Regions from separate parts of the Mus musculus genome. Here all the other regions are linked to region 1. The links are chromatin contacts, called in public HiChIP or PLAC-seq and promoter capture Hi-C maps. All regions are on one chromosome and are shown on one strand. The core of a region is the stretch at or near the end of the contact, and the rest is flanking DNA. Distances in the headings are between cores, read along the strand shown.

The links. Promoter capture Hi-C pulls out the DNA fragments that hold promoters and counts their contacts. HiChIP or PLAC-seq counts read pairs in DNA pulled down with a chosen protein or histone mark. Capture Hi-C pulls out chosen DNA fragments and counts their contacts.
Region 2: a contact with region 1 is called in an H3K4me3 HiChIP or PLAC-seq map of stem cell-derived neural progenitor cells, with 9 times the contacts expected there. The contact joins the promoter of Nop53 here to the promoter of Ccdc61 in region 1. A contact is called at or near these places in 3 of 484 Hi-C or Micro-C datasets (B cells, cerebellum and liver) and 1 of 115 datasets of contacts at active chromatin or transcription factors (stem cell-derived neural progenitor cells).
Region 3: a contact with region 1 is called in a promoter capture Hi-C map of hippocampal neurons, with 9 times the contacts expected there. The contact joins the promoter of Ehd2 here to the promoter of Ccdc61 in region 1.
Region 4: a contact with region 1 is called in a promoter capture Hi-C map of liver, with 5 times the contacts expected there. The contact joins the promoter of Napa here to the promoter of Ccdc61 in region 1. A contact is called at or near these places in 2 of 39 promoter capture datasets (embryonic stem cells and liver).
Region 5: a promoter capture Hi-C map of pancreatic islet shows a contact between it and region 1. The contact joins the promoter of Meis3 here to the promoter of Ccdc61 in region 1. A contact is called at or near these places in 1 of 39 promoter capture datasets (cranial neural crest) and 1 of 9 other capture datasets (pancreatic islet).
Region 6: an H3K4me3 HiChIP or PLAC-seq map of stem cell-derived neural progenitor cells shows a contact between it and region 1, with 6 times the contacts expected there. The contact joins the promoter of Inafm1 here to the promoter of Ccdc61 in region 1. A contact is called at or near these places in 2 of 115 datasets of contacts at active chromatin or transcription factors (astrocytes and stem cell-derived neural progenitor cells) and 2 of 9 other capture datasets (adipose tissue and liver).
Region 7: a contact with region 1 is called in an H3K27ac HiChIP or PLAC-seq map of epiblast stem cells, with 6 times the contacts expected there. The contact joins the promoter of Zc3h4 here to the promoter of Ccdc61 in region 1.

The regions. Positions count from the first base shown.
Region 1 is chr7:18,908,702-18,912,224 of GRCm38.p6, forward strand. Ccdc61 (coiled-coil domain containing 61) reads right to left here and starts at 1,703. Exons shown (of 14, transcript NM_001033314.3): 1 at 1,432-1,703.
Region 2 is chr7:15,944,266-15,947,788 of GRCm38.p6, forward strand. Nop53 (NOP53 ribosome biogenesis factor) reads right to left here and starts at 1,843. Exons shown (of 13, transcript NM_133831.3): 1 at 1,565-1,843; 2 at 1,025-1,089. The coding sequence starts at 1,788. It overlaps Gm24576 (a long non-coding RNA gene), which reads left to right and starts at 1,828. Exons shown (of 2, transcript XR_391165.4): 1 at 1,828-2,035; 2 at 2,196-3,523. It also overlaps a transcript of Ehd2 not described here.
Region 3 is chr7:15,966,027-15,969,549 of GRCm38.p6, forward strand. It overlaps Ehd2 (EH-domain containing 2), which reads right to left and starts at 1,509. Exons shown (of 6, transcript NM_153068.3): 1 at 1,394-1,509.
Region 4 is chr7:16,096,975-16,100,497 of GRCm38.p6, forward strand. Napa (N-ethylmaleimide sensitive fusion protein attachment protein alpha) reads left to right here and starts at 1,606. Exons shown (of 11, transcript NM_025898.4): 1 at 1,606-1,800. The coding sequence starts at 1,703.
Region 5 is chr7:16,173,721-16,177,243 of GRCm38.p6, forward strand. Meis3 (Meis homeobox 3) reads left to right here and starts at 1,675. Exons shown (of 13, transcript NM_008627.4): 1 at 1,675-1,847. The coding sequence starts at 1,836.
Region 6 is chr7:16,272,172-16,275,694 of GRCm38.p6, forward strand. It overlaps Inafm1 (InaF motif containing 1), which reads right to left and starts at 1,521. Exons shown (of 1, transcript NM_001136270.1): 1 at 1-1,521. The coding sequence starts at 1,119. The coding sequence ends at 727. It overlaps Ccdc9 (coiled-coil domain containing 9), which reads right to left. Exons shown (of 14, transcript NM_001382411.1): 13 at 3,085-3,204; 14 at 1,871-2,245. The coding sequence ends at 2,142.
Region 7 is chr7:16,399,599-16,403,121 of GRCm38.p6, forward strand. Zc3h4 (zinc finger CCCH-type containing 4) reads left to right here and starts at 1,598. Exons shown (of 14, transcript NM_198631.2): 1 at 1,598-1,708. The coding sequence starts at 1,695.

The sequences.
Region 1 (3,523 bases), core at 453-2,952:
TGGATAGAGCATGGAGTTCAGAGATGGATACGGGAAAGAGACATCTGGGTAAACAGAGTGAGGGAAGTGGTATAGAAAAAGTGATTGCCCAGAACATGAAATTCGGGTATGAAAGGATTAAAGAACTCGCCCAAAGCCACAATGATTTCCATAGTGGGTCCCAGAGTCAGTGCCAGGGCCCAAACTTGGGCAAACAGATACCAAAGCTCACACTCTCTTCTCTAGGTTTGTTTTGAGACAAGGTCTCCCTCTTTAGGTAAAACGAGCCCCAAGCTCATCCTGTGACCCAGACTGATCTCAAACTGCCAGTCCTTCGCCTCAGCTGCCCAGTCCTGGGATTACAAAGGTGTGCCACTGTAGGATGCGTTATGACACTTCAGGGTTCATTCAGAGGGGCTGTCCAGACGACTCAATGGGTAAAGCTTCCTGCTGTGTAAACCCAAAGAGCGGAGCTTGACCCCTAGAATCCACAGAAAGGTGGAAGGAGAGAACCAACCCAGTGTTGTTGTCCGACCTCCACAGCCACAGCCATATAGCTGGTCCTTGCTACTTTGTGGGTTCTTTCCCCCAGGCTTTATCTCCCATTTTCACCCCCTAAATACTAGATAGGAGAGAAAACAAGGATAGAGGGGAAGAGAGGAATTAGGAAAACCCCTGAATCTAATTTCTTTCCTTTTGTTTCTTCTTCGACCGTGACTACTAACAAACCACAACCAACCTTCCTAAATGACCAACAACCCTGCACACATGCACATACACATACAGGCACACATGCTTCTTGGGGGCCCTAACATTTATATGCTCTCTAAAATGTTCCCAAAATTCCAAATGTCACACAATCGAAAAAAAAATTATCTGCAGCTGGCAAAAACACACTTCTGCTAGAGCAAGCGGCAAATCATAGTAAGCTGAGAACTGTCCAAAACAGGTACACCTGGGATTAAAATGAAAACATATTCTTATAATATTTCTGTGTTTTTTAAAGGAACCAAAATTCCAAAGCTGTCACTACACACCCATCCTGTGATATGAATCCCCCTCCCATCACACACTTGTGTGAACACACAATAATTTCTATGCGTTCAAGGAAAAAAGGCGAGACACTGTCTCAAAAACAAAACATAAGACTCGTTCCCGACCTCGGCAGCAGTGGTAGAACTATTGACTAACATTTCAAAGTTTGTCATCTAGCACTGCAAAGAAAGCGAGAATTAAAAGTGATTTCACGACAAATAACTTGCTCAGAGCCTGCACACAGTAAACGCCTCTGGTCCGTAGGGTAGGAACACACCCTCAACCCTGGAACCTCAACCCTGCCTTGTCTTCACCTGCCTCCATCCTCCAAACCAACTCAAGTTCAGAACCTACGGCATCTCGAGGACACCCCCTCCGCACCTCGTGGGGTGTAATATATATAAAATAAAACTCTACCTTACAAGCTCTAGTGCAGTATTCGGTAAGGGTTCTCTAAGTTCTAGCCGCGTATCTCGCGAGCGACAACATGATGCATTAAAGACCCCGTGAAATCTCCAGCTTGCATAGGTTCTGGCGTCCACCTGCGTGAAAGAATCGGTGCTCTGGGGACTCCCCACTGCCCGCGCCTGCAGCCCGCGCCTGGAGCCCGCGCCCACACCCGCGTACTCGCTCTTCACCTCCACGGACTCGATCTTCACGAGCGGTTCAACCGCCGAAGTTTCAGCTCCGCCCACATCCGGCCTTCTCACTTCTGATTGGTCTGATCTTACAGGCAGCCATGTTTCCATAAGTCAAAAGCGACGCCCGTCACTCTGTCCCGCCCCCATGGGAGAACCCGCCTTCCGAAGTTTACAATTGGTCTATTTGGAAGAGGCGTTACTAACACGTGTGGGGAGACCTCCGAGGTTTACAGTCTGTTTCTAGTGATTATTGGGTAGATATTCTGCCAATCATAAGAAAAAGGTGGTCCCTTGGAGTAGAAGGAGGATCCCGGAAATAGCATTTTTACTCCGCCTACCACACCCACCACCCCCAGCAAGGCAGGCCTCGCCCACAGAGAAGGAAGGGGCTGACTAGAGTGTGGAACTTGCTCAGAGGAAGGTCCGAGCCTTCAAGTCAGGAGGCTTAGAGGATATTCTCAACTGTAAGGACAGCCTAAGTATACCCTGATCGGTTTGCTAGACTTGGCTTTGTCAGTGCATGCATGACAAAACCTCAAGTGGCCCAAGCTAGTCTCCTATGCATCCTTGAACTCCTGATCCTCCTGCCTCCACCTTCCCGGTACTGAGATTACTGGAGTTGTACCACCATGCCTGGCATGGCACTGGCTTCATTAAAGCTCAACACAGCAAAGTAGGAGTTATTTTTTAATAGTTTTAGATTTATTTATTTTATATGTGTGAGTTTTATGCCTGCGTGTATGCCTGTGCACGACGCGTGTGCCTGGTGCCTGCAGAGGTCGGAAGACGGCGTCAGGAGCCTCGGACTGTAGTTACAAATGGTTGTGAAGCACCTTAGGGATGCTGGAAACTGAGCTCCAGGCCCTTTAGAAGAGCAGCCAGTGCTCTTTTTCTTTCTTTTCTTTCTCCCCAACCTCCTGAAGTTGTCTTGAGACATATCTCACGCTATAGCTTTGGCTAGCCTGAATTTCACTACGTAGATCAGGTTGTCCTCGAAGTCACCGAGACCCCCATGCCTCTGCCTCTACCTCCTGAGTTCTGGGATTAAAGGCACATACACCATGGCATCAGGCTAGAGGAGTTTACTTATTTATTAGATGACACTTTGTGTGTGTGTGTGTGTGTGTGTGTGTGTGTGTTAGGGTGCATGTGCCACGACCACAGCATCTGTAACCCTATTCCTAACAAAACAAGAACAGGATACCAAGCTTTCACTAGCCAGCCTGCCTAGCCACTCAGTGAGCTCCTGGTTCAATGAGAGATCCTGTTCTCAAAAATTAAGGTGTGGAGACCTTGAGGAAGATTGCAATATTCACCTCTGATCTGTGCAAGGGCAGACAAAGGCTCAGTGGGAGAGCCCCTGCCTAGAATCCCCCAGTGATGGGCTGGGGGCGTGGCTCAGTGGTAGAACCCCTGCCTAGAATCCCCCAGTGAGGGGCTAGGGTGTGGCTCAGTGGTAGAGCCCCTGCCTAGAATCCCCCAGTGAGGGGCTGGGGGCGTGGCTCAGTGGTAGAGCCCCTGCCTAGAATCCCCCAGTGAGGGGCTGGGGTGTGGCTCAGTGGTAGAGCCCCTGCCTAGAATCCCCCAGTGAAGGGCTGGGGGCATGGCTCAGTGGTAGAGCCCCTGCCTAGAATCCCCCAGTGAGGGGCTGGAGGGTGTGGCTCAGTGGTAGAGAAAGCTGCAAAGAAGATTCTGACCCCAGACTAGATGCCTGGAAGACACAGAAACCAGCCAAGTTGCCTGGAAAGGTTTAGACCACAGTCACTTGGAAAGAACATCCTCCAACATGCTGAGCTGCCTACAGGCTGTTCAGTGTGCTCCAGGATCCCAGCTTTGATGACCTGTCACCCATACTGAAGTGGGCTTTT
Region 2 (3,523 bases), core at 593-3,092, 3.0 Mb before region 1:
ACAGCTTCCCTGGGTTCTCCCGACCTTGTCAAGAAGGTTTTCATGAACAGGACCCCTTGACTCACATCGTGCATACTAAAGTGCCTGGCTGCTGGCAAAGCTGCCAGCTTGTTCTGCAAAGCCACTGGCTGTCCTGCTGGACCAGGCACTGGCTTGTTTTCAGTACCTGCTGAACCAGGCTTCCCATTTTAAGTGTTTTTCTGCCTCCTTGGTGAAAACCCCACTCAGCAAAGCAATCCCTAACTTGCCCTTATTTTCATGTCCCAGCAGGTCCCAGCCCAAGTTCTGCTGGAGTAAAGCCATCTTGCCAAGACATGTTTCCTTCCTCCTGGCTAAAAGAGATCCTCTTGTTCTCTCTGTTTTGAGACAAGGTCTCATTGTGTAGGCCTGGCTGTCCTGGAGCTCACTATGTAGACCAGGCTGGCCTGCAACTCAGAGAAATTAACGTTGTGGGTTATCATGCTTGCTATCATATTCTTTGGGGAAGGGGGACAAAAAAAAAAAAAGCTGAATGATACAGCTCAATAAAACCAAACAAAAATGAACAACAGGTCACCTTTCTTAATCATCTCAAGCTTGTTTCAAAGCCATTCAAAGTAATTCTTTATACTAAAGACTGCCCCTTCTAGTCTCCAGTGGTAAAGCATACCTTTATTTCCAGCACTCAGGAGGCAGAGGCAAGCAGATCTAAGTTTGAGGCCAATATGGTATACATGGTAAGACTGTGGTGATGAACCACACCCAGCACTGACTCGGGGAGGCAGGGACAGGTGGATTTCTGAGTTCAAGGCCAGCCTGGTCTACAGAGTGAGTTCCAGGACAGCCAGGGATACACAGAGAAACCCTGTCTCGATCCCCCCTCCCCTCCAAACTTGTGATCAAGACTGTTTCCAAAATGAGAGAGAGAGAAAGAGAGAGAGAGTGTGTGTGTGTGCTTTGCTTTAAATTATGTCATCAATGCAGATCTCACGGGTGCAAGACTCAGAGAACCACCAGCACACAACTTCATAAGAGCACTCCTCACCTTTTCTCTTGAATCCTGTGTCCACGAAGAAGAGCTTTTCGTTTGGGGCCTCTGCCAACAAGCCACTGAAGGATAAAAATGCAGACTATTTGCCAAAGTAATGCTGGAAAGATAACAGACCCTTAGGGGTCTAACTTTTTGGGCCCATCCCAACTCTTCCTCAAACCATGGGCTACACCTGGAGCTTTCACACAGAATTTAAAATGTACCACGATGGGGTGAACGTACTTTATTCTCTTTCACTTGAAATTCAAACTCTGTAGCAAAAGGTTTTAATGCCAGCACTCCGGCGGCAGAGGAAACTTGAGTTCGGAGCCAGGCTTGTCTACATACCGAGTGCCAGGTCGTCCTACATAGTGAGGCCCTGTTTCAAATTTTAAAAAAAACTAGGGGAAAACTTAAACTTTGTTGGGATTTTCGCACGCTTATTTGTTAAAGATACTATTGATAGGTCTCCCACACCGAGCCGGGATGCCCGGTCCGTCTAGCACCAGGTCGCAAAGCGCACGGCCACGCCACCGGAAGTCCCGCCCCACGTACCCGGTCGTGCGCTCCTGTAGCCGGACGTCTTCCAGGAACTGGTCGACCTCTAACCCCAGCGGCTCCTCGGCGAGCCTCCTCCAGCCGCGCTTCTTGTTTCTGGGGCCCCGCCGCCGCCGCCTCAGAGCGGGATCCACCGAGGTCGGCCGCAGCCCCAGGAAGCCAGAGTCCGCCTGGCTTCTCGAGCCGCGCTTCTCACCGTCCCTGTTACCACCCGCAGCCATCTTCTTAAAGGAAGAGCTTAGTCGCTCTAACTCCGATATCCGGTTTGGAACGTGCGCGTCTCGAGTGACGTAATATGACGCACTTCCTGTTTGCGACCATCTTGATAAAGCGTAGTTTTTACATAGAGAGTTTTACGTCTTGGCAAAAGGATAAATCATCACGTTCAGTCTCTTCTTATTTTAAAAATGTTCGAGCCGGGCGTGGTGACGCACGCCTTTAATCCCAGCACTCGGGAGGCAGAGGCAGGTGGATTTCTGAGTTCGAGGCCAGCCTGGTCTACAGACTGAGTTCCAGGACAGCCAGGGCTACACAGAGAAACCCTGTCTTGAAAAAACAAAACAACAACAACAAAAGGCAGGGTTTCTTTGTGTAGCCTAGCTGTCTGTTAACTCACTCTGTAGACCAGGCTGACCTCGAATTCAGAGATTCGACCTGCAATTTCGGGTTGGTAGGGAGTAGGCTATGTGGATTCTTGGTTCTCACTCTGAGTAATTTACCTTACCCGGTATCATAAAATTTTACTCAAACCATTTTGTTAGTTATACAAGTTTTTTGTTTGCTTGCTTGCTTGCTTGCTTTCTTGGTTTGGTTTTTCGGGAGAGGGTTTCTCTGTATAACCCTGGCTGTCCTGGAACTCACTCTGTAGACCAGTTTCATACGTGCCTTGCCATTTTTGCTTCCCTTTGCCTTCTCACTCCTACTGAACTACCCTTCTTTCCCCCAAATGCCCTCCTCCCTTGTGTCTTTGTAGTTTTGTGACGTACTGGATTTACTAGGATTTTTTGTACCAGCAATGAGTGAAGAGTTAGTTACTAGATCAGAGGCAACTGACCAGTGTGTATGCCATTGAAGGACACCCCTCCTTCCCAAATAGTAACTGCCAAGGGACGGAGTCCAGTCAAATTTTCTTTAACTCTTTTTATTAAAGAAGATGCTGGGTGTGGGGCTGCCAAGATACCTCAGTAGAGAAAGGCTGTTGCTGCCAAGCCTCAGATTAATCCTCATAACCCATATGTTGGAAAAAGCCAATACCTGCAAGCTGTTTGTTCTTGACCTTCACAAGGTATGCTGTGGTGGCATATATGCTTACACGCCGTTATGAAATATAATGTGGCAAGGGAGTATTTTTGGAGGGCCTGGCCAAGGTGTACCCCTGAGAAGTTACACCATAAAACAGACCTAGTGTAAAGGTTTATTGGGGGGAACGCAAGAGTACTGTGGGACTTGGTGAAGGGACAGAGGCAGACAAGTGGACAGATAGACAGGCAGACAGATGGGGGGCAGAATCATGAGGGCAGAGAGAGGGGACAGAGAAGGAGAGGGAACATTGGTGGTGGAGATCAGAGAGAGAGAGCTGGGGTGGCAGGTGGGTCCTTACATCTACTGGTACATCTGGCTGCCGTAGGTCATGATGTAAGCACTGGCTGGGTCCCTGAAAGCAGGCCAATGGAATTGCCTGTATAAAACACACACACACACACACACACACACACTCTAAAAGAAAAAAAAATAGCTGGGTAGTGCTGTTCATTTTTAACCTTACCTACCTACTCAAGAGGCACTGAGGCAGGAGGATGGCAAGTTCATAGGCCACCCTGGACAGCAGAATGAGTTTAGGGTAGAGAGACTGTCTCAAAATGAAAAACAAGGGTTGGGGAATGGCTCAGTGGGTAAGAGAGCTTTCTGGGCAAACAATAAAGACCTGAATTTAAGTTCCCAAAACTTAACAAAAAA
Region 3 (3,523 bases), core at 259-2,758, 2.9 Mb before region 1:
ATGCATCTCCTGGCTGTCAGTAATAGTCTCTCCCCTTGCTCCATAGGTAGACGCTTATTTTAGTGACTTTGAAGAGCCAGCTTTTGGTCAGATTGGAGTCTCTAACTGTCATTCCTCACAGAAAGAATGGAGGGCTCCTTAGAAGAGCAGCTGTCCCAGAGCTGTGGCTGTGGCTGTGGCTGTGGCTGTGGCTGTGGCTGTGGCTGTGGCTGTGGCTGTGGCTGTGGCTGTGGCTGGGGCTGTGGCTGTGGCTGTGGCTGTGGCTGTGGCTGGGGCTGGGGCTGGGGCTGGGGCTGGGCCTGGGGCTTGGAGGTTAGGAAGGAACAAGCCAGTCTGAGTCAGCTCAAAGGCCACCCAGCACTCAGCCTGAAATGGCTCTCCTTAGCCAAAGATGAGACAATTTTTCCTTTTTTTTTTCTTTTATTAAAAATATTTTATGTGTCTTTATGTATGCCTGTGTTCCATGTTCATGGCCCCTTGGGGGCCAGAAAAGAATTTTGGATTCCCCTGGACTGAAGTAACAGATGGTTTTGAGCTACCATGTAGGGCAGAGTGCATATCTGTAATCTCAGCACTAGGCAGGCAGACACAAGATTAGAAGTTCGGGACCATCCTCTACCTCTACCTCTGGAAGAGCAGCCAGTTCTGACTCTCAGTGAACTCTCCACCACCAGCTTCCTCTCCGACATCCCCGCCCCCTACATTCTCACTATGTAGCTCTGACTGACCTGGACCTATGTAGCCCAGGTTAGCCTTAGACTGAGATCTGCCTGCCTCTGCTTTCTACATCTTGGGGTTCAAGGAGTGTGCCACCATATCTGACTCAAAGATGGGACAATTTAAATATCAAAACAAACAAACAAAACCCCAAACGTTGCAAATCAAAATATAAAATCATTGTGACTTAAAGGAAAAGGGAAGAGTGGAAAGAAAATGGATTGGAGGGGTGGGAGAAATAACGGACGGAAGAACCTGTGACATAGATGAAGAGAGGGAACCCTGGAAATGTCCCAGGCAGGGAGGCAGCTGAGGGGCATCTCAAAAAGGGGTGGCTGAAGAGTCTATGCACTTCGAGAGGCAAGAGAAGGCTCTTGGGTGGCAAGACGGACCAAGGGGAGCAGAGATGGGTGTGGAGGGTAGAAGGCCACTTCAAAGGGGGAGTCTTCAAAGATGAAGGCTGGGTAGGGACTGGGAGAACTGGGGGAGGGGGAGGGGGAGGGGGCTATACGGAGTACTAAAGAGAGGCTGGGGAGATCTGAGGAGGTTGAGGGAAGATTTGAGGAGGGGTGGGGGTAGTCCTGGAGTGTGGGAATTGGGAGCGACTGGGACGGAGAGTGCACAGACTGTTACAGAGGGGAGCGAGGGTGAGAGGTGGGATTTGGGGAGCACTCACCAGGGATCTGGGGAGCGCAGAGCAAGCAGCCCGAGCTCTGTCCTGTCCGCAGTGGAGTGAGACGGGTGGGGCCGCGTGCGCTAGGAGCGGCGAGCAGGGCGGGCCCCAGGCCCCCTGTCCTAGCCCGCGCCAGCCTCGGGCGCCCCCTGGCGGGCACTGTGAAAACGCGCACAGGTTCGAGCGTGCACTCCTTAGTTCAGTGTGAGCCCCATCCTCCAGCTTTTGGCTCCCTCTCTTAGCAAATAAGTTGACAGAGGCTGCAGCAGGCCTACCAATAATTTGTCTGATCATAGTGGTGCATGCAAGTTTGAAGCCAGCTGGACCGCGTGGGGGGGGGGGCGGGGATCCTGTCTCAAAAATAACTGTAACAACAGTAATTTTAAAATCTTAAGTACAAGACGGAAGAGTTAGATGGTCAGCATTTAAGAATACTGACTGAGCCGGGCGTGGTGGCACACACCTTTAATCCTAGCACTTGGGAGGCAGAGGCAGGCGGATTTCTGAGTTCTGAGGTCAGCCTGGTCTACAAAGTGAGTTCCAGGACAGCAGAGCTATACAGAGCAGAGCTATACAGAGAAACCCTGTCTCGAAAAACAAAAGCTAAAACAAAAAAACCTCCACCCCCCCCCCAAAAAAAGAATACTGACTGCTCTTCCAGAGGACTTGGATTCAATTCCCAGCACCCACATTACAACTCACATTACAACACATATTACAACAGCTCACAACTGTCTGTAACTTCAAGATCTGACACCCTCACACACACATGTGCAAAGCAGGCAAAACACCAACACATATAAATAAAAGTAAATTATTAAAATGTAAGTGCACAGGCCCAATGTGGTGGCACAAGCCTTTCATCCCAGCATTTGGGAGGCAGAGGCAGGTGAATCTCTATGAGTTTAAAGCCAGCCTGATCTTCATAGCAAATTCCAGACCAGCCAAAGCTACGTAGTAGAGACGCTGTGTATCTACTATAAAAACAACCAACCAACCACCACCAACACCACCGCCACCAACAAAAACACAAGGGGGAGAAACCTCAAGGCCATGGGGCTAGGGATGTGGCTTAGTTGGTACAGTGCCCATCTAGGATACATGAAGCCCTGAGTTCTATCGCCAGCACAGAATATGCCCAGCACGGTGGTGCAGGCATACACTCTCAGCATCAGTTCATAGACACAGCACACGGGGTGGTAGTTTGAATAAAAATGGCCTCCGTAGGCTCATAGGGACTGGCATTATTAGGAGCTGTGTTTTTGTTGGAGTAGGTATAGTCTTTTTGGAGGACGTGTGTAGGGGGTAGAGGGGGGACATCGAAGTGTCAAATAATCAAGCCAGGCCCAGTCTCTCTCTCCCTGCTGCCTGCCAACCTAGATGTACAACTTACCTCTTCAGCACCATGTCTGCCTACATACCTCCACGTTTCCTGTCATGATGATAACAGATTGAACCTCTGAAACTGTAAGCCAGCCCCAATTAAACGCTTTCCTTTATAAGAGTTGTCGTGGTCATGGTGTCTCTTCATAGCAATAGACACCCTAACTATGACACATGCCTTACTTTATTTTGGCATTCTAAAATAGAGTCTGGACACTAAGTAGCCCAAATTACCCTCACGATTCTCCTGCCTCAGCCCCCCACACACATAGGTGTATGCCACCATACAAAGCAAGCAAACGGTTGCTTTTCTGAAAATGTCGCCTGCCCACAATGACCACTTTCCAGACTGCTGGGATTACAGGTGTGTACCACCATGCCCAGTTTATGGGATGATGGTAAAAAAAAAAACTTAGGGCCTCTTGCATACTAGTCAAGTTTTTTTCTCAATTTATATATATTTATTTACATTTTTAAGATTTATTTTCATGTGTATCGGCAACAGGATGAGAGTTGAGCCTTTCAGAAGGTCTCTCCTGGCTCTGAGTGCCCCGGACAATGATCCACGAAGCCAATCAGACAAGACCTTGTTTTCAGATGTTACCAGTGCATCAACCTAGAAGCCCAGTCCTAGGTATGTGTATGGGTGTGTGGTGATTTGAATAGTTTTGGGCCCTGGAGATTCATGTATTTCAATGCTTAGCTTTAGGGAAAGGCTCTAATAGGAGGTGTGGCCTTGTTGTAGGAAGT
Region 4 (3,523 bases), core at 356-2,855, 2.8 Mb before region 1:
CTGGTAAATTAGGAAATGCACTTTGCTTGGTGGGTGTTCCCAGTGACCTGAGCATTGCTATGCAGTGAGCATTCATTCCACTGCTCTACCCTGAGTGACCCAACTCCATGAGTGGAAATGCAGTTCTGGCCTTATGGGTTGAGGGCATATAGTCATCCATTGCTGCATAGCTCATTGCTCCAAAAGGATGACACGTTGCAGCAAATGGAAGTGGAACCATATCTGCTTGTGGCCATCCAGACTCACCAGCTCTGAGGTCAGTGTACAGTCATGATGAGCACAGGTACATTTGGGGAAGTGTTCAATGGGAAAGGGTCAGAGGAAGATGTCTTTTGCCTTTTCCTGTCCCCAACACCCAACTCACATAACACTTTCCTCAAATGTTCCCTGCTAATCAGCGAAGTTCAGTAAAGAAGAGATACAGATTCCTGCACCACAGCACACTATAGGGATTGGAATCACTGTGGGCAGGGCCCTGGGGACTGACCTTTAGAATAACTGTAGATTTACAGAAAACTAGCCTATGCTAGTTCCCACATAGCAGTTTCTGTCCTATAGTAAGATGTTGCTCTTACTATAGCATAGTGTATTTAGTACAGATACTGAACCACTGTCAATAACTGACTGTCCATGCTTTATTTAGACTTTTCCACTAATTTTTAACTGTGTGTGTGTGTGTGTGTGTGTGTGTGTGTGTGTGTGTAGGCCAGAGGTTGATGTCAGGAGTCTTCTTCAGTTGTTCTGCACCTTAGTTTTCGAAACCAGGTCTCTCTCTGGCCCTGGAACTCATTGATTCTGCCAGACTGGCTGGCCAGCAAGCTCCAGGCATATGCCTGTCTCCCACCCACCCATTCCTGTTACAGGTGCCCGCTGACACACCCAGCTTTTTACATGGGACTGAGTATCTAGTGACATTCTGTGTGTGGCACTGCAAGATACTCCCTAAAGGCATTGTGTGTGTAGGTTAGAGAACAATTTGGAGGAGCTAGTTCTCACCTTCTACTATGTGGGTCCCAGGAATAGGAATATGGTTGTTAAACTTGGTAGCAAATGCCTTTAGCAGCTGAGCCATCCAGCTAGAAATGGAGACCTTCTGGATTCCCCAAGCCAATTCTAGAGACGATCGCCAGAGGGAGTAAGAAGGTTCGTTTTCACTGCACAGTTTTTTCCCAAGTGACTATGACGTAAAGCGAAACAGGAGGCGGAGCTAAACTGCTGGGTCAGTCAAACCTGGAGCATGAACCTAGAGGCGTCACATGAGCGCCGCGACACTGGTCAGGTGATTAGTGTGACCCAGTTCCGCCGAGGCGTGGCAGAACAAGTCTATAGAGCCTGCTGATTGGTTGGAGGGAGTCAAAGGTCGCGCTTTGGGGGCGGTGGGCTCTTGGCGGTTCGGGCTTATGATTGGCTTATTTGGTGTCACGTGGCAATGCGCTTGTGGGGGTTCCAGGAGGCTAGCGGCGTGTGCTCACGTGTTGGGGGGGGGGGGGTCAAGGTGCTGAGTGCGGTAGCCGGAGGGGGCGTGCCGGGAGGAGAGTGCCTCGCAGCTTGAGCCCACTGGTTGGTTCGCAGGGTTCACGTGGGGTGGCAGGCCTGGGTGACGTCAACGCAGCGGGCGGAGCTCCGCTGAGTGCGCGGTGTCCGGGGCCTGTGAGTCGTCGCCAGGCTGTGTCGGGCCTGAGCCGAGCAGCTGCGCGACGTCATGGACAACTCCGGGAAGCAGGCTGAGGCTATGGCGCTGCTGGCTGAAGCGGAGCGCAAGGTGAAGAACTCGCAGTCCTTCTTCTCCGGCCTCTTTGGGTGAGCAATGGGCGAGGCTGGGCCCAAGGCGGGGAAGAGCGGGCTCTTCTGCTCTGCACTTTGGGAGCCCCTCAGCGGCCTTGCAGGCCCTGGCCGTGGCCCTATGGCTGACGACACCCGCTGACTGGTGGCCGCGCCTTTCCCAGGCCGGTGCCCGTGGATCTGTGCGGCCCAGGCTGCCGGGGTGAGGACACCAGACCGAGGGGACCCGGGCTGGGGCGTCCTTGGGCATGATGAGCCGGAGTACGAGGTGTGAGGGTGAGTGGGGCCCTGCTAAGAGTGACTGATGGCGAGGCCTGGACTGAGAGGTGGAGACTTGTGCTTGGGGAACAAGCATGAATGGACAGTGACACTGGTTTTAGCCAAGACAATGGTGATGGGAGGATGAGGCACACAAGAGAATCATTAGGGTGGTAGGACCACCGCCTACTAGGTGGTCCTCAAGTCTGGAGTCTGAACACACCCAGGAGGTGGCAAATACCTCACACAAAGTTTATGCAAGTTTGCCATCTTCAGCCATATTAACTTAGGAGCAGCAGAACCCATGCTTGGGATGCGATTCCGAGGTTTCTTTATCTTAAGGGAGTAGGTCTCTCTGAAAGGGCTTGTTGGTAAAAACTAACTGCAGAAGTTTGTTATGAGTATAAACTATGTGTACTGTGCTCAGAATTGAGTCTGGCCCTCTGAAAGGCTCATCAGGCAGGAAGAAGCAGACTCAGAGAGTGTAAGATGCTGATGGGGAAACCAAGATGGTAGGAATTGGAGTGCTTGAGGGGTCTGGGGAGAGGGCCAGAGCCTTGGGATATAGGAGGGGGTAGGGGGAGACGACACTACATGGCAGCAGGCAAAGCTCTTGAAGGAACAGGCAGAGAGGAACACTGGGGAAAGGTCCAGGCAGGTGTTGAGGAAGAGCTGTGCAGGGGTAGGACACAAAATCAGAAGCCTCCAAAGCAAGGATGGAAGGATACAGAAGACAACCAGGAAGTTGGGGAAAGCTCTGGGAGAGACTGTTATAAGCTGGGTGAGGACAGAAAGACATGAAGGGGAGGGAGAGGATGAAGCCATCCCTTGTTGTTTGCCATCAGATAATGTTTAGCAAAGGAACTTGAAAAATGTTTATACCTGCTGCACAGACATCTGGTTAATGACAGGCTATGTCAGTTAGATGAGAATGTTTCATTAGAGAGAGTGTGAGTGTGTGTGTGTGTGTGTGTGTGTGTGTGTGTGTTTCTTCAGTCTTCACAAGGGAAGAAGTTCAGGTTAGGCGTGGTGTTGGGGCGGTGCCTCCCGCTCAGTTTTCAGCAGTAGTTTTCCTGATGGCTCAGTGTCTGATCTCTTTGGCCCAGAGAGATAAGTGTAGAGTTGGGCTGCTCCCAGGGGAGCAGCTGTGTGTCCACCTGTTTACCACTTCCCAGCCACTGGTAGAGCAGAGCTTTCTGGTATAAGGTATACGTTTGTATCATGCACTTAAAGTTCTTGAGCTGAAAAGAAACTTTGAGAACTTGAGGGAGGCTTTTGGTGAGGAGTGAAGCTGGGAACAGTGGCCTGGGAGGGCAGTCTAGGCATCAGGGATGGTGGGACAGGGACAGAGATGGCTTCTTAGAGGGTGGGCTTTCATCCAGGGCTGAGCAGGAGATCTAGGGGACTCTCAGTTGGAGAGCAGCAGAAGGGAGAAGCTTGAGAAAAGGCCCAGAAGCCTGCCTGCTGAAGGAAGAGTTAGTAC
Region 5 (3,523 bases), core at 425-2,924, 2.7 Mb before region 1:
CAAATCAATGCTGTGACCCTAGACTGCTGTGTTCCCCTCCACAAATCTCCAATGAGGGTAGTCAGGGAGGGAAGAGCTGGCAGGGTCTTTACACATTTAATTGAAAGTTACTTCGATTAATCTTCTACCTCACAGTACCTATGTTGGGGTACATGTGTGTAGCTAACCCCACTCCCCGCCAGCCTCAAAGGGCCAAAGTGGGGAAACCTGAAGGGGGACCCCACTCAGTGTGATAAGCCCACAGTCAGGCAAGGCCCCCTGAAATCTAGAGCCCTGGTTTGTTGCAGAGAGTGAAAGGCATGTTAGAGAAAGGTCTGGACTCCATCAGGATCTGTGGGTGTCCCAGGTGACAGAACAGGGTGAGGAGAAAGAGGGGCACACTCAGGACAATAAGAGGAGCTGAGAAGAAGCAGGGTCCTCCCTCCTCCATAGCCTCTCAGGCCCTCCCCACCTGTCACCCCTGCCCTGGCTTTTGTTTTATTTCCAGCAGAGAAGATGAAGGAGTGCGAGGCCTGTTTATGGGAGTCATAAAATGTACCTCCAGCTAGCCCAGCGGGGCTCACACCACCAACAGTGAGAGAGTCAGTGAGCAGGCTCTCAGCTGCCTCCACTCTCTGCGCTCTCTCTCTCTCTCTCTCTCTCTCTCTCTCTCTCTCTCTCTCTCTCTCTCTCTCTCTCTCTCTCTGATTCTGTTCCCTTCTCTGTCCCTTTCTCAGGTTCCCTTTCTTTCCTTCCTTCCTCTTCCTCCCCCAACCCACATCCTCCTCTTTTCCTCTGGTTTTTGGAGACAGAATCTTACCGTATAAGCAGGCTTGCATCCAACTCATGCTCCTCCTGCCTCAGTCTCCCTGAGTACCACACACACCCGGCACAATTACTTTTTGCCACTGGAATTTCACTCCAAAGCTTGTCTTGGGGTTTGACTGACAGCTTTTGTCTGCACCGCCTCAGTGGCTAGACCCACGATTTACACCCCACCCCACCCCCACCCTCCCACCCCCGCAAGGCTCGGAGGTCCCAGGCTGCTCCCCTAGGGGCAGCTGAGAGGGCTTCATCCAGGCTAAGGGCCTTCCTGAACACAGGGCTCAGAAGGACAGAGGCACACACATCCCTGAGGGAAGCACAGCAGCTCAATACTTTGCCACTTCTAGACACACACTGGAGCCTCGGGCCGACAGCCCCCTTGTCCCCCCAGGGGAGACAAGGGACAGAAACGGAGCAAGAAGACAAACGAAAATATAAGCTTGGTTCTTTCCTGTGCCTGGTTTGCTTTAATCCCGTCTCATGGTTAGACAGGAGAGACAGAGACAGAAGAGTGACCAGAGAGGAGGGGCAAAAAGCTACTGCAGACCCCTGGCGGCCAGGCAGGGAGAGAGCAAGAAGCAGTGAGGACCAAGAGGGAGGGTGGGGACCGCGGGAAGCTCCAGACACAAGACCCCGCGAATCTGACATACAAAGGCCAAGGTGGGTGGAGGCAGACCTGGAGTCCAGGAAGAGGAGAGGAGGAGGGAGGGGACAGCACGGAGGGAAGAAGGGGAGGCAGAGAAGGAGAGGGAGGAGGGGACTCAGAGGAGAGGGGAGGGACAAGACAGGAGAGGGGCCGCTCGGGAGGAGGCCCCGCTCCGGCAGACAGCGGGTTAAGCGTCTCCGCGTGAACTTCCGGATGTGACACAGGCCGGGCCCGTGTGAGCGGAGGAGCCGCCGCCACCCTCGGCCGCGATCCGCGGGTCTTGGCCACTCGGAGACCCTGGCACCCGGCGGGGACCTCGGGGACCTCCTGCCGCGATGAGCTCCAGGCCGTGACCTCCCGAGCCCAGGACAGGCGGCGCCGGCTCATGGCCCGGAGGGTAGGTGACTGTGCCGTCCCGCCCTGAGCCTCTTTCTGCCTCTAAATGTCCCTTTTTGCCCCTTAGAGTTCCTTCTGCCCCTCCCTCTATTCCTCTCTGTCACTCTCTCCCCCTCACCCCCCCTCCCCTACTCCCTCTATCTCTTGGGTCTTCCCCATCTCTACCCTCTTCCTGTCTGCTTTTCCCCAGGCTTCTGTTGTCTGAGACCCACCCTGGGGTTAGGGGTGGGACATCTCACCAAGCTGCCAGACAAGGGAGAGCAGGGGAGAGATGCGAGCCCTGAGTGTAGGGAGGTTTGGAGACGAACCTGGCAGGAGGTAAAGACCCCATCGTCTGGGTTCACGGTGGGCAGCTGGGAGCAGGTGAATTCACTTCAGGATGCTTAGAGAAGTTAGCCTGCGGAAGCAAAAGAGGAGTGACAGCCACCCAGATGGCCCAGTGCGCCCAGGTCGGCTGGAGAACACAGGACCCTCTGCCTCATACCAGTGAGCCCTTTGCCTCTTGGCGCCCCAGTCTCCCCACTGCTAAGAACCGTCTTCTACCTGGAGATCAAAGGTCCTGCTGCCCCATTGTGATTCCGTAACAGGAGGACCCAGAAATCTGGCTCCTATACTCTTGTTTCTGGTTGGGACTGTTTGCATGGTAGAATAGGGTTACCCTCCCCCAAATGTATTTATTGACTGTTGTCTGATTGTGCTAAATGTCTTTCATTTCCTCATTCATTCAATTCCAACTTGGTGCTAGGTGCGCTCTGACTGACTGACTGACTGTCTGTCTGTCTCTGTCTCTGTCTCTCTGTGTAAGTATATGTGAATGTTTCTCTCTCTCTCTCTCTCTCTCTCTCTCTCTCTCTCTCTCTCTCTCTCTCTCTCTGTGTGTGTGTGCGTGTGTGTGTGTGTAGTTGTCTCTTGCAATTCGGGGTGTAGTGCTCTAAGCCTGCATGCTCTGGAGAACCTACCCTATAGCATACATGTGCATATGTATCACATGCATGTGCATGTCGGCTGTGTGCCCAACTCTGTGTGGATATGGGTATGGTGAATTTACATGTTGGATGTGATAAATTGTTAAGACATTCAGAGGTGTGTAGTGTAATAGCACTCCAGAGGTCAAAGCAGGAGAATTGCTCTGAGTTCCAGGCCAGCATGGGCTGCAAAGTAAGATTCTATCTCAAAACCAAACAAAGCTGGTAGAGCCCTGCCTAGAATCCCCCAGTGAGGGGGCTGGGGGCGTGGCTCAGTGGTAGAGCCCCTGCCTAGAATCCCCCAGTGAGGGGCTGGGGGCGTGGCTCGGGGGTAGAGCCCCTGCCTAGAATCCCCCAGTGAGGGGCTGGGGACGTGGCTCAGTGGTAGAGCCCCTGCCTTGAATCCCCCAGTGAGGGGCTGGGGGCGTGGCTCAGTGGTAGAGCCCCTGGCTAGGATGCACCAGGCCCTGGAACCCAATACTACAAAAATAAAACATACACTTGTAAAATAAATAGGAAGAAGCTGTGCATATGCAGGTGAATTTTTTGGATTTTTCCAGGTTGTACCTCCTGTCAGACCCTGTGCTTTCCTCGCTGTTCTCCCTCCCTGGCTGGTTCCCCCAACATCTCTGTCTCTATGCTTCTTTGCCATTATCTCTCCCTCAGTTCCTAGCCATCCAACTCCTTCCTAGATGTCCCTTTGGGGTCCTGA
Region 6 (3,523 bases), core at 271-2,770, 2.6 Mb before region 1:
GCCTCAGGTTCCTGATGCTGTCCAGCCTAGGGGGAAGGCAGGCCATAAAGGAAACCCCTTCTTGCAGCTGGCCAGCAGAGTATATCCCAGGCCTGCCTACGGCCAAGCCACAGTCATGGGTAAGGGAAAATGGACTCAATCGCATGACTTCTTTATCAGAAGCTACACCAGTCTCAACATGGCACCAACAGCAATGCAGACCAGTTTTGGTTTGGTTCAGCTATATGCTCCACACTTCCAAAGCAGCAAATGTCACCACCCAAACCAGGACAAGCTAGCTTACGGGTGACATCCTCTACCCCTGCCATTGCAAACTATACCAACTGCAGTTTCCAGCACGCACCACTGTCTCCGAAGCTATACGAGATGACACCCCGAAAACTGGTAAGGCCTTTACAGTATCTGACCTTCAATGGCCCCGAAAACTGGCAAGCCGCTTCTCCCCATTCCAACCCAAAAATTACATGTGAGCAATGAGAGAGGAAAGCCTTTAAGGCCGCGCGGCCACGGAGCTAGAAGGGACCAGCGGCCGAGGCCAACGACCACAGACCAGGTAAGCCAGCTGAGGCTGGAGTTTATTGCCGATGAGCGCTGAGTCCCGGGAAGGAGCAAGGTGGAATAAGGTCGGGCAGGATCAGGACCGCGGCAAGGAGAGAGGCGGCGCCGCGCAGGCGAGGCCCGGTGGTGCAGATAGACAGACGCAGGCCACGGTGGGGGCGGGCCAGACTATCCAGGCGCTCGGCGCGCGGTCTCCCGCGTCGCTCCCGGAGCTGGGCGGCGACTGTGGCGGCGACTCCGTGGCAGTCCTGGCTGCGGTCGTGGCCCGCCGGAGGCCCCAAGCAAACAGGATGCGGGTGCGGCCGGAGGCGGGGCGGGCGGTGCTGCTCGAGCACACGGAGCGGCCGCAGCGCTGGGCAGGGGGTCGGCGGGGCCCGCAGGCGGCCGCGTGGGAACCCAGATGAGCCCGTAGTACACAGCAAGCAGCACAGCGGCCAAGGACACACACAGGAAGTAGGCGCAGACAGGGGCGAGCCGCAGCCATCGGCCACGGGGACCCTCGCTCAGCCCCGTACCACCCGGGCTCTCGCCACCACTGCCCACGCAGCTCGAGCCCCGCATCGCGCTGCCCACTCAGCCTGCACCGACCCCGCCCCCACCCCAGGACCGCCTCAAGCAAGCCACGCCCCTTCCAGGACCACGCCTTGTCAGACAGCACCCCCCCCCCAGCTCAGCTACATCCTAGACACGCCCCTACCGCCTCTGACCCACCACTATCAAGATTTCTTAGCTCTACCCCCTCAAGGCCACGCCCACTCGCTCTTCTCCCGCCCTAGCTGTCACATTTCCAACCGCCTATTCCTGTTTTCTACCTCAGCCCTCTCCGCGCTAATCGAACCCCTTCCTTCTTCGACCGACTGCAGCTCTGCACACTAGCATCCCTCTGCCCGCCGGAGCTAAGGTTCCTACTCTGTTGAAGCCGGAGGCCTACGGAGCTTCTGAACGCTAGCCCCGCCCACCGAGCCCCGGCCCCGGCCCTCCCAGTCTCACATCCCTGGACTACTACGAGAGTTCCGAGACCCAGTTCCCTCCATCACCCCTGCTGGCCCCTTCCCCAGCAACTCCGCACCAGCGTAAACTTCTGTTCCCTAGAGGCGAGGGATCCAGGGTGGACTGCAGGGAGGAGAGCAGCCAGCCTGGGAGCCAGGCAAACCTGCGCTGCCGCCCCTCCCAGCAGCATCTTCAGGACTGCGAGACGGCCTGCGGGGTGGGAGGAGAGAGGTGTGAGGATGAGAGGAGCACTCTCGTCCCGCCTCTTCCGCCAGCCAAGCACAGCAGCCTAGCCTGATCAGCTAGCAGCACAGTTCAAAGGTTGGCGGTAGCACGCGTTTAATTCAATCCCTAGCTGCAGGTTCCTGCACACCCAGGCCTCACAGGGACTGACTCCGAGGGTTCGACCAGACGAGTGCGGTCGGACTGGCACCACTGGGTCCTCAGCGAATTTAGAAGACTCCCCTCGGGCCGGGCTCGTTGCTAACCTGCTTCCTCCCCCACTAAGTTTAACCCTGGCCTGGACGGAGTGTAGCAGAAGCAGAGGAGCTGAAGGTTAGTACAGAGCGAGGCACCCTGGTCTGCTGGCGCTGTCAGCGGGCAGCCCCCGGCGGCGGAGCAGCCGCCACCACCTTGCAGAAACGCACCCTCTGGAAGTCTGTGATCTCCGCCGTCTCCTGGCCCTCGGGGCCCACCTCTAAGGAGACAAAAAGCGGTAAATGGAGGACCAGCCTGCCCGACCCACCCTATCCCGCACCTCAGTCAAACCCACCTACAACTTGGCCTCCAGCTTACTCGACCCTCAGGAGGCCCCTGAAGCAGGAGCCCCTCCAATCTAACCCTGTTGACTACTGGGAAGTGCTAGTGTAATGAGCTCATCCACTCCTCCCAGGACCCCAAACTATCCTGTTTGGCCTGGCCCCTTTCCGAAGATGTCCTTGGCTTCCACTCTCACTATTCCTTTGACAGCCTTTCCTGGCCTCTGCTCCACATCTTATTCTACTGCAGGGGAACTAAAAGATGAACACAAGCAGTAACCTGGCTGATCACGTTAAAGTGACCAAGATCAGTCTCTTGCTTCTACTACGTGGGATCTAAAATCCCACTATGGTCTGACCCAAAACCGCTAACCCTGCCTTCAGATAAGTCTTAAGAGCCGGCTCATTCATTAGTTAAAGTCGTTCCTACCTTTAATTAACCATGTTTTACTTTTACAGGATCTCTAACCAAAATCCAGTTTCAAGCTCAAAATCCTATCGCGTCACCCTCTTACCTCTGGGAATATTCAGATTTCAAATCCCACTTTTAGCTCCTTCCCTGAGCCCAACTTCTTCCTTGCCCAGCGTTCAAAGTTATTCACAATTTCTATTGGCTGGGGCCTTAGGGCCCACCCTTTGCACCCCAAAGGCTTGACTCCAGGCCAAACCCAGCACAGCACCTGACTCAGCTCATGCCCTGTTCTAAGCCCTCACAGGACCCACTCCTTTTCTATCCCCAAGCCCTTCCCTCCCCAAGGAAGGCAAGCAGGCCACCCACCTCCACCAGCTTCATGCATCCCACCTGGAGATGCCTCAGGCCCCTCTTCTTCAGAAGACTTCGGGGTTCCTGCCAAGCTGGGCCCGCTCTCCAAGGAGGCAAGGGGTGGCTGGTCACCTCCTGGAGAAGGGGAGGCTCAGTCAAGCCCCTCCTTTTCCAAATGTCTCTCCATATGAGGGGAGCAAGGGGGTTCAAGGACACAGTGGGGTGGGTGTCATTTAAGGAAGTGAACTTTTTATTGGAGAGAGGCTCTGAACCAGCAAGAGCAGGCTTTGGGAACTGAGATAAGGGCAGGAAGCAGGCACCAACTGCCCTTCTCTGCCACGGGGGTTGAAGGAGGTGTGGGCACAGCCACACCCTTGTGCACACAAACACACACACAAGCAGCCAGTTTCAAGCATTCGCAAAAGGCCAGGCCTCACCCGAAGAGTGGGTACCA
Region 7 (3,523 bases), core at 348-2,847, 2.5 Mb before region 1:
TCTCCGGGCCGCCTCTTCTCCAGCCCCTCTTCGGGAACGACCGACTCCTGGGACCGGTCTCCGGCTTTCGGTTAAATTTTTTCCCCTCCCATTATTCTCCCACCTAAAACTTTGGGCTCTTCCCGCCTTCCTTCAAACTAGCAATTTTCGGCTCTTCTCGCTTGCTTTGGGGGCGAGTTCCTGAAAGTCATTTACCCTTGAGTTAATTAATCGCCTTTCTAGCCCCACCCGTTCAGCTTATTCGCTAATTCCTATTCGCTCCGCTCAATGTATTTCGGCTACTTCCGCCTCCTCCCGGGATCCCTTCCCTGACTTCGGCTCTTTCCGGACTCTCGCCTCGCCCCCCCCCAGGGGGGGGCTTCTCCCATCCCGAAGCGCTTCGGCTATTTCCGGCTCTCCCGGCCTTCCCTAGCCCCGCCCCCACGACCACCCTTGGTCCTTTAGGTGGGTCTCTGATCCGCTCCGCGTTGCTGCAGTGACCTAGATCTTCCCTCGGCTCTTTCCGGCTTTTTTCAGAGTCTCGTTAATCTCAGCTGTGTTCGGCTCTTTCCGTGCCCTCTCCTCCGCCTCGCCCTTCCGCTTCGGCTCTTTTCGCCGACTTTCGGGCGGGCTGGCTCTGCCCTTCTCCACGTGACGCTCCTCCGGCCTCTCCGCTACCCCCTCCCTCCACGCCCTTCCTCCGGCTTCAGCCTCCGTGCTTGTCCCGGCTGTGCCGCCATTTTGTGTGAATTCCTGACCGCGGCGGGGGCCCGGCAGCTGGGGCATCTAGGGCGGGCAGACAGTCGGCCCATCTCCATAGCCCGATCCCTCTTCTCCCCGATTTTTTTTTAACCATCCCCCCTGCTCGCTCTCCTCTCCCCCCCTTTCCCTTCGCTTGCTCCGTCGCGCGCGGGCCCGCGCTAATTACACCCAACCACCCACCAGTGTCCGTGTCCCCCGGGTCTCAGGCCTTGGGGGGCCGCGTGTGTGTGTGCGTGCGTGTGTGGCGGAAGGGGACCTCTCGTCCCGATGAGGGTCCCGTGCCCGTGAGCGAGTGACCTCAGGGCCAGGCTGCGGAGAAAGCAGGCGGCGGGCGGCCTTGCCGGGGCCTAGGCCTCGCGGCCTACGTGGAAGTCGGCTCAGAGGTGACTCCGAAACCGAAAAAAAAAATACTCGATATCGATCTATGTATCTATATGCCCAGTTCCCATCAGGAGGCCCCGGAGCGCTGAAGTGTGCCCCTCCCGCCACGCCCAAGCAGTCCTTTTTGGTGCATTAACATCCCCTCCCCCTCAAAGGAACGATGGAGGCCGTGCCCGGGACCCCCCCGCCGCCGCCATCAGAGTCGCCACCGCCGCCATCGCCACCGCCGCCATCAACGCCTTCGCCTCCTCCGTGTTCCCCCGACGGCCGCGCGGCCACCCCGCACCTCCTCCACCACCGCCTCCCGCTCCCTGACGACAGGTCAGGCCCCCCGGCCTGGGCCGGGCAGCGTCCCCCGTGGGAGGGGGGGAGGAGGAGGAGGAAGGGGACGGCCGCCATGTTGGGCCGGGCCGCGGAGGAGGAGGAGGAGGAGGAGGAAGGGCGGGGTCGGTGGGTGTCTCTAGCTCGCTCGCTCTTTCTCGCTTCGCTTTCTCTCCCGGCCTCATGCGTTGCCCCCCCTCGCGGCGTTCGCCCGCTCTCCCTCGCTCTCGCTCTGTCTTTTTTTGGGCGCCATGCTGAGGGGAAGGTGAGGAGGCGCCCCCCGGACCCCCCGCGCCCGCCGGTCTGTCGGTCCGTCCGCCCGCCCGGGGCACGGGCCGCCAAGGGGGTGGGCTTGCCGAGGCCCATCAGCCTCCTCGGCCGCCCCTGCTCCGGGAGCTGGCCGTCAGCGGCCTGTCGCCTGGCTTCGGGGAAGGCTTTTGGGGGAGGGGCCCCCGGATTCTCTTGTTTTAGGGGCATCTCCAGCTTGCAGCTCCTCTCTTAAGGGGTTCGGAGTTGGGGGTCTTCCCAATCCCCTACAGTATCCTTTCTCCTGGGGGACGCATACCCTGTCCATTTTGGATAGGTACCCGAGTCTAACGGAGGCAGAAAAATGGGGGTTTGGATCAGCCTTCGCTCTTTCGTTCTAAGGAGGACTCCTTAGGATGGGGGCTCTGGTGCACTTTTAATTTTTTGGCGGGAGGTATTTTCTAGCTTCTCCCTAGAAGGCAGGCAGGTAACGGGTGCATTTCCAGCTCTTTTGATTAAATCCCCTGACCTTCTTTGGAAACCCTATTGGTTTTTTTTTTTTTTTTGGGGGGTCCCTCTCTTTTTGTAGGTAGGTGACAGTCAGTGGTGGAGGGTCCTTAGTTTTAAGGTTTTTGTTTTTTTGCGGGGGGGTTGTATGAAGGTTGCTTTTCCTGCATTGGATAGTAGAGGAAGTTGGCCACCGCTTTCTCCGGGCATCGCCCCCTCTTTGGGGCAAAACAGGGTGCAATCGCCCCCTTGGGAGCAAAGATCTCCCCCGTGTGCTTTGGCAGGACGTGAACTGTGGCGCCTCTTGTCCTCTAGTGCGAAATGGGTTCCCCACGCCCTTCTCTGGCGGGTGATAATGGGACCAGCCCTGCGTGTTTTGAGGATGAGAGGTTTGGGGCCATTTTTGCCCTGCTGGAGCCGAAAGATAAGGGGTACATAGTTTGCTGATTCCTGGGAGCTGGAGTGAGTAGGTTTGAAAATAGGTGGGTTTCAGGGAGCAGAAAAGCTAGTCTTGCAGGCGGGGGTGGGGGTAGGGTGGAGAATGCGCTAGACAGAAGCCTCGCTCGCAGCCGTCAGGGAACCGCAGAGGACCCCTTCAGACCATGGGTCTCAGCCCTTTCTCCCCACTCCCACCTCCTGTTCTCCCTTTCTCCTTCACAGACCCTCCTTTGCCTTTTAAAAGAAATGCCACCCACATTCAAAGACACAGGTGCAGCAGTTTGGTGAGCTTTTTTTACAATTTTTTTTTTCCTGTTTTGTTCTAATTAAATGTATCGTCCTGGGAATCGCAGCCCTTCGCAGTCAAGGAAATAAACAGATTAGCGGAGGTCTGTTCGCTAAGCCCACGTTGGGCTTCCTGGTCCCCTCGGGGGCAGGTGCTTTACTCAAAGGTGCTTGCAAGCTTTATCCGACCTCTAAGGAGTTCTCTTATGTCAGAAGTGTATGTCTTACAATGGGTTGGGATGGTAAGTAGCCTCTTTTATTGAGTAATTCAATTATCTCCCTCTTTTAGTCCCTTTCCTGCCTGCTTACTCCTCGCCTTTAGACCAAAGTGATGCTTGAGAGTGGATTTATTATGTTCAAATCAGGATTCTAACCTATTGAGCCCTTTTAGACTTGCACATCCTTTCAGTGTTTAATTTAAAAATTTTTGGTGTACACAGTTTTCTTACAAAAAAAAAAAAGTGTTACTGTAACATGACAAAAGTCCATTGAAAAGGCCCAATATGTTTTCAGACCCTTGGTGTCCCTCTATTTTCATCCATTGCTTTGTCTCCAGCCTTCATTTGAAAGTGGCTCCCTCAAGTCCCTCTGGAGGGGATAAGCT